Linked DNA regions of Mus musculus: regions 1 and 3 are each linked to region 2. A link is a contact called in public Hi-C and promoter capture Hi-C data. All regions are on one chromosome and are shown on one strand. The core of a region is the stretch at or near the end of the contact, and the rest is flanking DNA. Distances in the headings are between cores, read along the strand shown.

The links. Promoter capture Hi-C pulls out the DNA fragments that hold promoters and counts their contacts. A called contact is a pair of places that touch in the nucleus more often than the background predicts.
Region 1: a Hi-C map of rod photoreceptor shows a contact between it and region 2, with 12 times the contacts expected there. The contact joins the promoter of Dnajc24 here to the promoter of Zfp770 in region 2. A contact is called at or near these places in 1 of 39 promoter capture datasets (pre-B cells) and 1 of 484 Hi-C or Micro-C datasets (rod photoreceptor).
Region 3: a contact with region 2 is called in a promoter capture Hi-C map of pre-B cells. The contact joins the promoter of Bloc1s6 here to the promoter of Zfp770 in region 2. A contact is called at or near these places in 1 of 39 promoter capture datasets (pre-B cells) and 1 of 484 Hi-C or Micro-C datasets (CD4 T cells).

Annotation. Positions count from the first base shown.
Region 1 is chr2:106,001,938-106,005,957 of GRCm38.p6, forward strand. It overlaps Dnajc24 (DnaJ heat shock protein family (Hsp40) member C24), which reads right to left and starts at 1,612. Exons shown (of 5, transcript NM_026992.3): 1 at 1,157-1,612; 2 at 1-138. The coding sequence starts at 99.
Region 2 is chr2:114,199,274-114,203,556 of GRCm38.p6, forward strand. It overlaps Zfp770 (zinc finger protein 770), which reads right to left and starts at 2,159. Exons shown (of 2, transcript NM_175466.4): 1 at 2,064-2,159.
Region 3 is chr2:122,736,815-122,740,689 of GRCm38.p6, forward strand. It overlaps Bloc1s6 (biogenesis of lysosomal organelles complex-1, subunit 6, pallidin), which reads left to right and starts at 1,691. Exons shown (of 5, transcript NM_019788.3): 1 at 1,691-1,890. The coding sequence starts at 1,809. Bloc1s6os (biogenesis of lysosomal organelles complex-1, subunit 6, pallidin, opposite strand) reads right to left here and starts at 1,548. Exons shown (of 2, transcript NR_156706.1): 1 at 1,268-1,548.

The DNA of each region.
Region 1 (4,020 bases), core at 362-2,861, 8.2 Mb before region 2:
GAGTTTCTGATATTTTTGTTTTAGGTCTGACATATTTGCAGATGGGTCTGCACCCAGAATGCTGTACCAATCCTTTTTGAGTGTCTGCTCCAAAGCCATCAGCGTCCTTTGACCTAGAAGGGAGCCTTCTCTGATGACCTGCAGCAGAAATGTTACAGCAATTCATTACAACCAGAATAAAGAAATATTCCTCCTAGATTCCTTACTACTTGAGTAAATTGCAAGCCCAAGAAAGTCTATATTTCCATTTTAAATGTCCCATAAATGCCATGTACAAGGATACAAGGATATAAAGATACTGAAAACCTATTAAATATTTCATGGAATATGCATATCACCTAAATAAATTTACAATGTTATAAAAAGAAATTGATAATGAGCCTGGGTGATGGATAGGCTTCTAAGAAGCGCTGACACCATTGCATACACTAGCAAGACTTTGCTGAAAGGACCCTGATATAGCTGTCACACAGAAGTGGATGCTCACAGTCAGCTATTGGATGGATCACAGGGCCCCCAATGGAGGAGCTAGAGAAAGTACCCAAGGAGCTAAAGGGGTCTGCAACCCTATAGGTGAAACAACAATATGAACTAATCAGTACCCCCCGAAGCTCTTGTCTCTAGCTGCATATGTATCAGAAGATGGCCTAGTCGGCCATCAGTGGAAAGAGAGGGCCCATTGGTCTTGCAAACTTTGTACAGGGGAACGCTAGAGCCAAGAAGTGGGAGTGGGTGGGTAGGAGAGTGTGTGTGGGGGGGGAGAGGGGTATGGGGAACTTTGGGGATAGCATTGGAAATGTAAATGAAGAAAATACCTAATTAAAATTTTAAAAAGGTATTTCTTATCTAATGGCAAAACTGGCATACAGGTGCTCACTAAACACACAGGAGCTTAATAAGTATGTATGAAACGAACAGATAAAAGGAATGGAATACCAAAGAAATGTTAAGGACATACATAGTTCCTGAATTTCCCTGGTTCGCTTCTTTCTTCTAGAGTAAAAATAAAGACGCACAAAATGACAGCACCGCACGGGCTCGGGGAAAGGGGAGTCCTCTTGCTGGGGCAAAGATCCTCACAGCCCATAAAGACGTTGCTCCCGAAGCTATGCACTCCAGGATGCCACAGTCCTCCAGACTTTAGAAACCAACTCACCCTGAAGCAGCCGCAGCTTGGCGGACACGCGGCGTCCACAGGCAGGCGTCCGCCCCACCGAGGCTGTCCCTGCTGATGCCTTCCCCTGGCTCCACACAGCGTCAGACTTATGGCGCTTCACTTTGGAGCAGGAGTCCACTTGCTGCGGCAGCCGGACGGAAAGCGGAACCCACTTTCTTTTCCGCCGGAAGTTGGAGTACAGCGGGAGTACGTTTCCAGTCGCGCCCTAGTTGTTGGTGCACATTACTGAAAGGCCCCGCCTCCAGTCCAGACGCGGCCGCTATGGTAACGCGTCGGGATTTCTGAGGTTTTGTCAACAGTGAGAGGTACGCAGAGAAATGCCTTTCCTCAATTTGCTCTAATTCTTCCTTTGCCCCGACACCACGATTGTTGCATCCCTCTACATCTCCTAAGGTGCACCTTCATCCTAGGTTCCTCTTACTTTACCTTGAGCAACTCCGGTCCTATTTGTTTATACTGGGGACGGGCAGTTGGTGATAAGGATGAGGATGGCTAACAAATTATGCCTAATAATTTCCGTTAAACCTGAACAACTGACTTAAAATATTTTTTAACTGCAAATCCTTTCCCATTTTCTATCTCTTTGTCGCTTTCGCTTCATCCCAGTGAGACAGCTGCGGAAGATGTTGCTAGAACTATTTTGTAGATGAGGAAACAAATCAAGGACAAAGGCCGGGTATATAATTATCCAGGTGTAGAAACAGCGTTCTTAACAGAATGAACTGTGCTGTTGTGTTCTGTCTCTCTCTCTCTCTCTCTCTCTCTCTCTCTCTCTCTCTCTCCCCCCCCCCCCCCCATTGTATCTGGAGATGAGAATCATCTTAGTTTTGAGACCTTAATATGATCTCCCTTGGCAATACAAAGTAGTTTTGGTGTTGCTACTTTCTTAGATGTACTTTCCCTTTTGTCTTATTTCTTCCAAATATCAATTCAAGAAGCACCAAAGATAAAATTAGGTAGGAAATATTCTAATAGGATAAATTATTTACTGTAATGAGCATTGCATGACGTAAGGAAAAACTGCAGAATGATACAGTTGACTTTAAAATCTAAATATAAAAGCACAGATTGGGTTCTCCAATGGATAGATTTTGTCATGTTTAAAGCAAAGACCATTATACAGTGGCAGGATCTAGCTTCATTCCTGGGCTTAGAAAACTATGTGTGTGAGCCTACCAAAATGCATAGTGAGTATTGTGAATCTCTCCCTGTACAATATTATAAGAAAGCCCCCATATACCTTACCTAGCCCTCAAATAATCCTTCTTGACCCTTGTCTGTATACAGAAATATGTTCAAGAAGTCCAATTTTGAGAACAAAAGTTTTGATATACTATTCCATCAGGTTATTGTGTAATTTATTTTCTTTAGCCAGTTTGTTTGATGTTTTTTCATATGAACTCACAAATGCTTTTCATTCTCATCTCCAAGAATTCTAGCATTGTGCACTAAATGAGATGAACTTTTTGCTTTATCTCCAAGGTGTCCTTGGTCAACCTAAGCTGTCAATATTTAATTGATATCATCCAATAAATACATTCTCTTTAACTTTCTCTGTTTCAAAGATGTCTTATCGGTGGTTTGCTTGGGTATGTATTCAGACACTTGAAACATTGAGTCTGGTGGTTCTGTTTCTGAAAATATATTTGGTAAAACTCACTTCTTCACAAACAACTTATTGCTGTTGTTGTGTTTAGTTCATTGAAAAAAAAAACAGATGGCTTGTCTTATAATCCAAATAATTAACATTTGAATAAACTCCTCAAGATGGCTCTGACATGGATCACTAATCATTAATTTCCATTTTAGAACAACATCATTCAATAGAAATATAGCAAACCCCAAATTCAAGCTCTATGTGAGACTTTGAAAATATTATATTTGACATCCAGAATAGTTTCATTATAAAATGGAATAATGTAAATTAGCACCTCTCAGTCTGGACTACCTATTTTCAGTTTCAATAGCCTCATATCATTAATAGCTACAACATTGAGCAAAGCAGGTTTAGAGAATGAAGTCATAACTCTTTTCCAATTGCATTGATTTTTACTGTCCATGCATTTCTATGTGTGGGTATGCCACAGAATGTGCTAGAGGTCAGAGTACAACTTATGGGCATCAGCTTTCTCCTTCTACCATGTGGGACCTGAGGACTGAACTCAGCTTGTCAGAATTGGTAGCACTTGTTTTACGTTCTGAGTTATATCTGCCTCCTAAAGTCCTAGCATTTTATTCTGGCATTAATTTACCTTCTATAGTAGTTGAATCATTAGACAGTACTTCTTTCAACTTCTATGGCAAGTTGTATAAAATACTCATTTGTAATCTTCCAATTCCGTGATGTATTATTGTCTCTAGAGGTATGTATTGAAACTGTTTCCCCCGTGGAATTGCCAGCCTTCTGGAGGAAGAAACCTTTCTTATTTGACAAGCTAAGCACTGGAAGCTGACTTGCTTCACATTTCAAGTTTGAGTGATGGGTTTCTAATCTGGACAAGGTCATACTCCAGGGACAGAGACCCAAGGCCTAGTGGACTAGGGGATGAGAAGATTAAAAGGGTAGGAAATCTGATGTCAGGAGGTCTTGCACAAACTATGTCTTATACCAGTCAATCTTATTAAGAAGTACAGTATCTTATATATGGTTTTAAGGGAGATGGGACACACTTAGCAGAAAGCTATCATACAATAGGATGAAGTCAGCAGGAAGCTTAACAAACAATATTGCACAAAGGGGACAGGCTATCTCAAGTGAATCACAAGGACCTTGGGGCTGATAACCACCGCCTTTTTTCTGGGTGGGGTTAGTTGATTTCTCAGGAAAACCTCTGGTCCTCTAA
Region 2 (4,283 bases), core at 909-3,408:
TATTTTGTACTAGTTGCTTTTAACAGTGTTTTCCGATGTACAGGTCCATACTCATTATTAGCTGTAAAGTCAACTCAATGGATCACAGGCAGGCCAATTGGCTTAATAGGTAAAGTAGCAGAATATATACCACATAGTAAGTGCCCACAGGCAAGAGCTCTAAGGAACACAATAGAGTCCTGTTTTCTTCCCATTGGTTCAACTATTTTAAAATATGCATGCAAAATTATCTTATTAGTAGTCAAAAGAAAAAATTCATTTAAATAACGAAATAAAACAATTAGACCATAAAACACTCTACTAATTTATAAAATATATCATATAACCCAGCAACAAACACCTGTTGGGGTTATGGGTATTTCTATTTCTCTCAGCTTTGAAAAACAAAACAAAGCAACAAAAACCAAACAACAACAACAAAAACCTAAAAACGAACAACATGCAAACTTGTTGGCAAAGAGTTAAGGGTTAGGAGGATTAAAATTATCATAAACCCAGCAGACTGCAAAGAATTCAGAAATATATTTAATTCCTGTCAGGCAATTCATTGAATTCCTGCTGAGCCACAACTGTCAAGATGGTCGTCAATCAGTACAATGAGCCAAGCTTAAATAATCAAACCTTCCTTCACTTGCTGCAACAGTGTTCTCTTAAACAGAAAGACACCAAGTGAGTGTTAATGGATATAGTGCACAAGAGGAAAATGTCTAACAAAGGGCTTTCCCTTTTTCCTATGGGCTGTGCCAGGAGAGGGCTGGTGAAGGGCTAAAGGGAGGAAAAAAACCTCTGTACTGCACTGACTCCATACTAAGTATGGAATGGGAAGGCAGCTTCTCCCCAGGAAGTTGGTGGGCAAAACCTTGTAACTGCCTAAGGTCAAACTATAGGGTTTGAGTGTGGGGAACTCAAGAACTTCTCCAATCTTTTTGTATACTTCTCCTTCCACTTACTGATTCTACAGACTACCACCCTCTCTCAAAAAAACAAAAAGTCTCGCACTAAAACAACACAAGGCAACTATATGATTATAAACAACAGGCACTGGCTACCTCTAGCTCCTGTACTCAAAAGGGTCTGCGGTCAAGTAGCTATCACTAGTATTAGGATTGGATACGCACTTACTGCGAACCCTACCTTGTCAGAATCATTTGTGGCAAGTGGTGATCTCACTTCCTATTTATAAGTAAAAGGTCAGGGATTTCCACACTCCAAGCACAATCCCCCCTGTGGACTTAGAGGTTTAAATCCCATTCACCTGATCTTTTTTCCCCCATTGGCTTTTTAAACTTTTTAAAAAATACACAAAAGCTAATTTTCACGTTAAAGTGAAACATGACAAACCAATGGATGTGCCTCAATGACTATCCAGACATTATAACATGATAGGAGCTCACACAACGTTAAGCCAAGTAACTATAAAAACTGACATCGATAAAATCCAATGTTGTTTCAAGGTTGAAAGTAGCACTGTCTTTGCAAATACCTCTTTAAAAGAAAATCACAAAATACAAAATAAATTACAAGAAAGAAATAAAACACCGTAGAGAAACTTAAGAGTTCCAACTGGAGAATTATCTATGGTAACATTTACAACAGTCTTCGCCTCTTTCTTTCTTTTTTTTTTTTTTTTCTTTTTCTCTCCATGGCCCACTCTCTTGGCCTTGAACCATCCATGCATCACCTTTCCCTAGACGGAAGCTATGTGTTTGGCCTCATCTGCTGTGCAAGTAAGGAGTCTGCAGGGGTCAAGCCGAGTTCAGGGACTGTGATATCCCATGCCTAGAAAAGAAGGGCAAGGGTGAAAGCTCCACTGACTGCAGCCAGAAGATGGGGTGCAGGGGAAGAGCTGAGTGAAAGATGGGAAATAAGTGATTCGACCCCAGGAGATGGGGCGCGGGGCTCAGCTCTTTTGAGTTTACCGCTCTGACGAAGCACATGCAAGGAGCCGAGGTCGTGGCACCCTGTTCGGATCCCCAGGAACCTCGGCGGGACTTGGGCAGGCCTGACCCTCCCCGGGATTCGTTCCATCTCGCACGCAGGCTTCTGGGGTCCTCCACACTCACCCGGAGCTGGCAAACGCCGGGCAGGGACGCATCTCAGAGCCTGGGTTTCGCCAAGACGGCAGGCAAGCTCACGTCCGCAGGGTCAGCGCGGCGACTGGCTGAGTGCGCAAGCGCGGCGTTCAGGCGCGCTCTGAATGTGGTCCGTCCGGAAACATCCTCTCACGATCTTTGGGCCCTTGCTTGCTTTTTATCCACCCAGTGCTGCAATTTCCAAGGAGAGAAAAAGGAAGACTCTAAATGGATGCATGCACTTTCTGCCCTACTGTTACCGACCCTTCATTGTGGAAGTCCCAGAAAGGACTGTAAAACGCCAGCTCTTATTGGAATCCATGATTAGAGTTCAAAGCCCATTCATAATTTTTTGTAAGCTCAGGGCTGTTGGTAAAACTCTCAGTATTAGGTACATTCTAGATCACGACTGTTCTCAGCATTTCATATTTCTGTAAATACGACCAAGAGGTGAAGGCATACAGAATCAGCTTCTCTCAGGGGCCCTATCCATTGTCCTGCCAGGGGCTGGTCTTGCTGATTTCACTAGTTCTATGTATTTTGGACATTTACAATATAGAAAACTCTTTGCCCAGCATTTTGGGTCTTCTTTGATGATTTATGTAAGATGTCTTTGGACAACATGCATGTAAAATACTCGACATTATACCAAATACAAAAGCTTTGTGAAATGATAGAACCCTTATTAGGGTCCAGGAATAGCCACACAAACGACTCAGACACCAATCTCAGTAAGGAATGGATGATTTATTGAATGCACACTCCAAATACAAATCTGTGATGGGAGCAAGCATCAGAACCAGTTTTTCTATGGAATAGGTGCATTTGCAGCATTTACAACATTTGCAACATATAGGCTATCTAGACAAAGCAGAGCTGACTGACCTTTAAGCTGATAGACTAGGTCTAGAGGCCAACAACTGAACAGGGGAAATTCTGTTCTTGATAAAGGAAATCAAGGCATTAATGATGCAGGACTCAAAGTTTATCATTAGAAAATATAAGCATCGGGGGCTGGGGGGGGGTGCTCAACCAAGGCTGTGATGAGTGAAGTTAACCCAGGGGACCAATTCAAAAGGGATTCATACCAGCTCTGTTTTCTTTCTTTCTCTGTTGTTCCCTATCAAGGATGTTACTTCTAATTTTTACCAGAGTGTCCCTGATTACCCCAGAGTGATTAACTTATAAACAACCTTGCTCTCCAAGGGCCATACATAAGCCCCCTTCTTTTAAGAACAATAAATTTAGAGCCCTTTGACTCTGTAGGACTACTTCAGCTAAGGAGTCTTCTTGAATTTGTAGGAAGAAGGTGGCTGAGTGAAGCTGGGCTAAGTCTTTATCAACTTGTACTCTCAGGTATTTTTACAATGCTGGCATCCCGGGACTAGAGCTGTCCTATCATGTGCAGGAGAGCCTGCTATCCCCAGTCTTACTAGTGTGGGTATCAGAATAGGGGCACTACCTAGTTGTTGCAGGAGACCTTTGTGACTGCATCCTGCAGTATCTTCATAATAGGAAATCTGGGGTAGAATATGTAGCATTATGCACAATTCAGGTTTTTGCTCAATGGCAAAATGGCTAACAGAGAGAAAGGAGTAAGTCCTGGAGTACAGGCAACCCAAAACCCTCTGGGTGAAGCCAGGAGATTGTTCTCTTTTAGCCTGATGCTATTAAAGACCTTTATCAAATGCACACACATCAGGATCATGACATACTTGAGATTAAGATCAAGTAGGTAGGGATATCTTTTTGACCTAAAATAAATTCCAGTTCCCCTTATATACCCTAAGGTGAGGGGAGTATCTCAGGGGCATGATATGCTATTGTTGAGGGAAACCAGCTTGATGGTCTGGCATCTGTTGTTGCTATGCCTATACAGTAGGGAGCTTAGGGTTTTGGGCAGACCCAACAGTCCTCTCTCATATCGGGCTGGGGACTGTTTAGGAACTTAAAGGTAGCCAAAACAGTGTCTATGAACAGGAATCTGAGTGTTGAATGGAGTCCTAGGTATCCTACAGAAGGGGTCTTGGAAGTAAAATTTGTGGTCCCTGATACAGGGGGTACAGAGGAAAACTGGCTGGGAAGGGGAGCCTCAGGGATTTTCACCAAAGGTCCTATGGATTTAAAAAGAGATGCTTTGCCTTACCTTTGAATGGTGAACATGGTTCCTAGATCTTGGCGTGTCAGGTATGTTCTAAGTCCCCAGTAGGC
Region 3 (3,875 bases), core at 441-2,940, 8.5 Mb after region 2:
GCCAAGAGATAGAAGGAGCCAATGAAAACTCATAGGATATGGCTCTATTCCAAAGGGCACCACAACACCATTAGTACATGAAACTTATAACCAAGCAAGGGTGCCAGGTGTTTCATCATGTTTACCATGTTGTATAACTCAGACTTTGGAATATACAGTTTGGAATTAGGGCTAGGGCATCAATAGTTCACCAATTAGCAAATTTATCGAGAATTATTTTGGTACTCTATGCATAAGAGTTTCTATTTGTCATTTTTAATTCAAAAGAAGAAAACATAAAATAATGAATGCAAGGAGGAGCTCAGTGCTAAATGGCAGGAGGATGTTTGTTGTTGTGAAATGTCTTCACTGTGACTGCTGAATGAAAGGGAGGAAATAATGAGATAATGAATGGTGTCCACAGTAAAGGTGTGTTTGAGTGTGCTGGCTCGTGTCTGCTGGAGGACCAAGAATTCAAGGCCATCCCTAATTACATATTGAGTCTAAGGCCAGATTAGGCTACAGGACACCTCACCTTGTGAAACAAAACAATAAAAAAGATATTATCCTAGAGCACTTAAAAGATGAATAGGCCTTTGAAAAAGATACTCTAGTTTGAAACAGGAACAAGCACAATGGACAGCGTACAATGCCCAGATTGCACAAGATGTTTGAAGAGTAATAAATTGTTTTCCTATTTGTATGACAACACTAATTATTACACATTCTATAGTTCAGCAACCTCACAGGGTTGAGTTCCATTACAAAAGCTTTAGGGGAGGAATTGGTTACCAATTTTTCTGGAGGTCACCCACCATCCAGAATAATGACTCCCTTCCTCTGTCTTCAAACCCATCAGTGTTTGTTTAATCATCCTTTGTAATCAAATCTTTTTTCAGACAGCCCCACCCCATCAGTTTTACAGACTGTTACCTTGGGTCCTTGGAGTACCCTTCCTATTTTAAGGTTATGTTAACTAGTAGCTTTTATTCGTTGCCATGCCCTCTAATATATTTAGAAGTCTCAAGGATTAGTCTGTGGACATTCTACCGTGGAGAGTTGAGAAGTTACCCTTGAAAAGTGGCTAAAGTGAAACTGAACATAAGATGGTGACAATAGGGAGCCAGTGCATTCCAGGGGCATGGCATTATTTGTTTATTTATATTAGTTTTTTTTTTTTTTTTTGAGATAGCTTTGGCTACAATATGGAAAACTGAACAGGTAACCTGAGGAGCAACTAGAGATGCTACTAGAGGTCAGAGTTTACAAAAGGGTCGAGAATCCTTACATTTGCTGTGGAGCTGAGTCTGTCCAAGTCTACATACTTTCCTTTAGAACTCATGATATCATCTTACAGGAGCCCAGCATGTGCTTTTGGTAATTTGACTTAATTTGTCCAAATGATGCTCCAAGAAAGCCTTTACGTCATTTCCAAGCACTGGAAGAGATCCTCAGCAACGCTCAAGCTCAGAGTTCGTATTGACTCACTTAGCGGCCCGAGTTATAAACTGGACACAACACTGGGGACATTCACACGGTTATGGCGACATCCGGTCCTCTAACCTCTCTTCCGGGTTCCGCCGGCCACCCTCTGTGAAACCGAACCCGCACGCGCACGGCTGCGCCTAGGGCGCTGACACGGGGGGGGCGGGGGGGGGCGGGCGTTCCGGACTTGCAGTAACGTTCTGCGTCGGAAAGCGAGGTTTTCCGCTTTCGTCACTTCCGTGTGCCTCGGCGGCTTTCGTCCGGATGGACTCTGGAACGCGTTAGGTTTCTTTGCCTGTGACTTCTCCACAGCACTCGCCTCACGCAGCGCCCAGTGCGGGGATATGAGTGTTCCTGAGCCACCGCCTCCAGACGGGGTCCTTACGGGGCCTTCCGACAGCCTGGAGGCCGGCGAGCCCACGCCGGGTACGGCTGTTTTGCGGGGCGACTGCCCACAGGGGCCGGGTTCGAGTGGGTGGGACTCCAGCGCAGGCGACCCTCCTGCCTAGAGCATCCTGGCCAGGCAACCCTGGTCCCGCGAGGAAACGCACTGTTGGGTGCGGTTTGTGTTAAAGGTTTGCGTTTGTGTTGCTTTTCAACTGTTTGTCACAGGGTTAGTGGTTGGCGATCAGTCTGCCAGAGAGAAGGTAGATTTTTAGGAAACTGTACAATAGTGTCTACTCATGAAATACTCTGACCTCCTAGGTGACATTACTTCATCCGAGACTCCAGCAGCCGTCCGCACATTTCCAGAAGAAATTTAAGCATTGATGCCCGAAGGCGTCCGTTGGACGAAGCAGTTAATTTGCTATATAGGCAGATGGGCACTGTTTATACCATCGTTTTTGTGAGATTGAAAACACCACTCAAATCATTTTCTGTGAGCATTGGTTCATATGAGAGAAGCTAGATGGAGCTTCTAAAAATAATCTCTGCGTTTCAGAAATAGGAAGCTACAAATAACCCAGCATTTCCTGGCAGTGCTTTTCTTTAATGACATATCCCTTTCATGACTTGTTCAGTCACATTAGTAATACTCTGTAGTACCTACTTGGAACCTGGGCCTCTCTCTTTCTCCCTTCCCCTCCCTTCTCCCCCTCTTTCTCTCTTTCTGCACATAACGAATGGGTGGTATGCATATAAATAAAAGCAGATGTCAGAGAGTAGGGCAGAGATAGGGATAGGTGCTAGCTGCAGGTTCAACTCAGGACTTATTTCATGTTAAACAAGTGCTCTACTACAGAGCTAGATCCCTAGCCTCAGCTGTCTGATCTTCTTGATAATGGTGTGAGCTTACTCTCCCATGAAACTGAATTTGCACTCTTGGATTCAGTTCCCTCTGTTTCATGTAGAGGATTCCGCAGGGCATTAGCATCTATCTCCCCTCAGCAGTGTAAAGCTACCACCGCTAGTCTCTCATTCTCACAGCATGGTGTGTCCATTGTTGTAACTTTACTGCCCCAACACAAGCTCCAGGCATGAATCCTTAGAATCCTAAAATGGCTTCTTGCCACTTACTGAATTTTCCATAGAATTGGCACTCAGGGACCCTCACAGGCTGACTCACGGCATATATTAATAGCTCACTGTTGCTTTCTGTGCATGGCCTTGCTGTTCATCCTTGCAGTTTCTCATTCTGTTTAACAATGTTGCACCCCCTCGGCTCCTTTCAGATTTGTATCCATATGAAAGTGGTGGCTGCAGTCTAAGTTGGGGCCATTTTTTAGAGGGTTTTTGCAGTTTCAAAGATGGTCACATGTTCTGTTCCACACTGTTTTCTAAGAATGTCTCCCATAGAAATAGGAGCGTGCAAGGATTAGGAAGACCACAGCAGTGTTGATGAACTATGTAGATCCATATACATTGCTGAAGAAAGATACCTGTGATAGACTTTGTCTTAAAACAGACAAATGAATGGAAGACCTTCAGAACAGCGTGATGAAAAGCTGATGTGCATGGCTGGGTAAAGGCAGTTTCTGGCCGATTACGTGAGAAAACTGCAGACTGACTCCATTGGAGTTAGGCTTTTTAAGGAGTGCCTTTTCCCATGGGTTTACATTTTTATAGTGATTAGCAAAGAGAAGAGAAGATGGGGTGGGAGGATGAGGTGGGCATTCAGCATCTTCAACAGCCCGTCTTCCTTAGAAATCACCTCAGACTGTTAGATTCCACGACAGTTTTTGTAATGGCTTTGTATACTCCCCTGTATTGTGTACTCAGGGAGGAGAGTTTACCTTATTTATTGTTGTGACTAAGAAATTAGCAGACAGTAGGTGTTCAGTGCACATATATTGTATGTATATGGTAAAGACCTGGTTTTTCTTTTAGAACTGTGCTTCTCAATCGTCTAATGCTGCGACCCTTTAATATTTTTTGACTGCTTCATAAATGTAATTTTGCTACTGTTATGG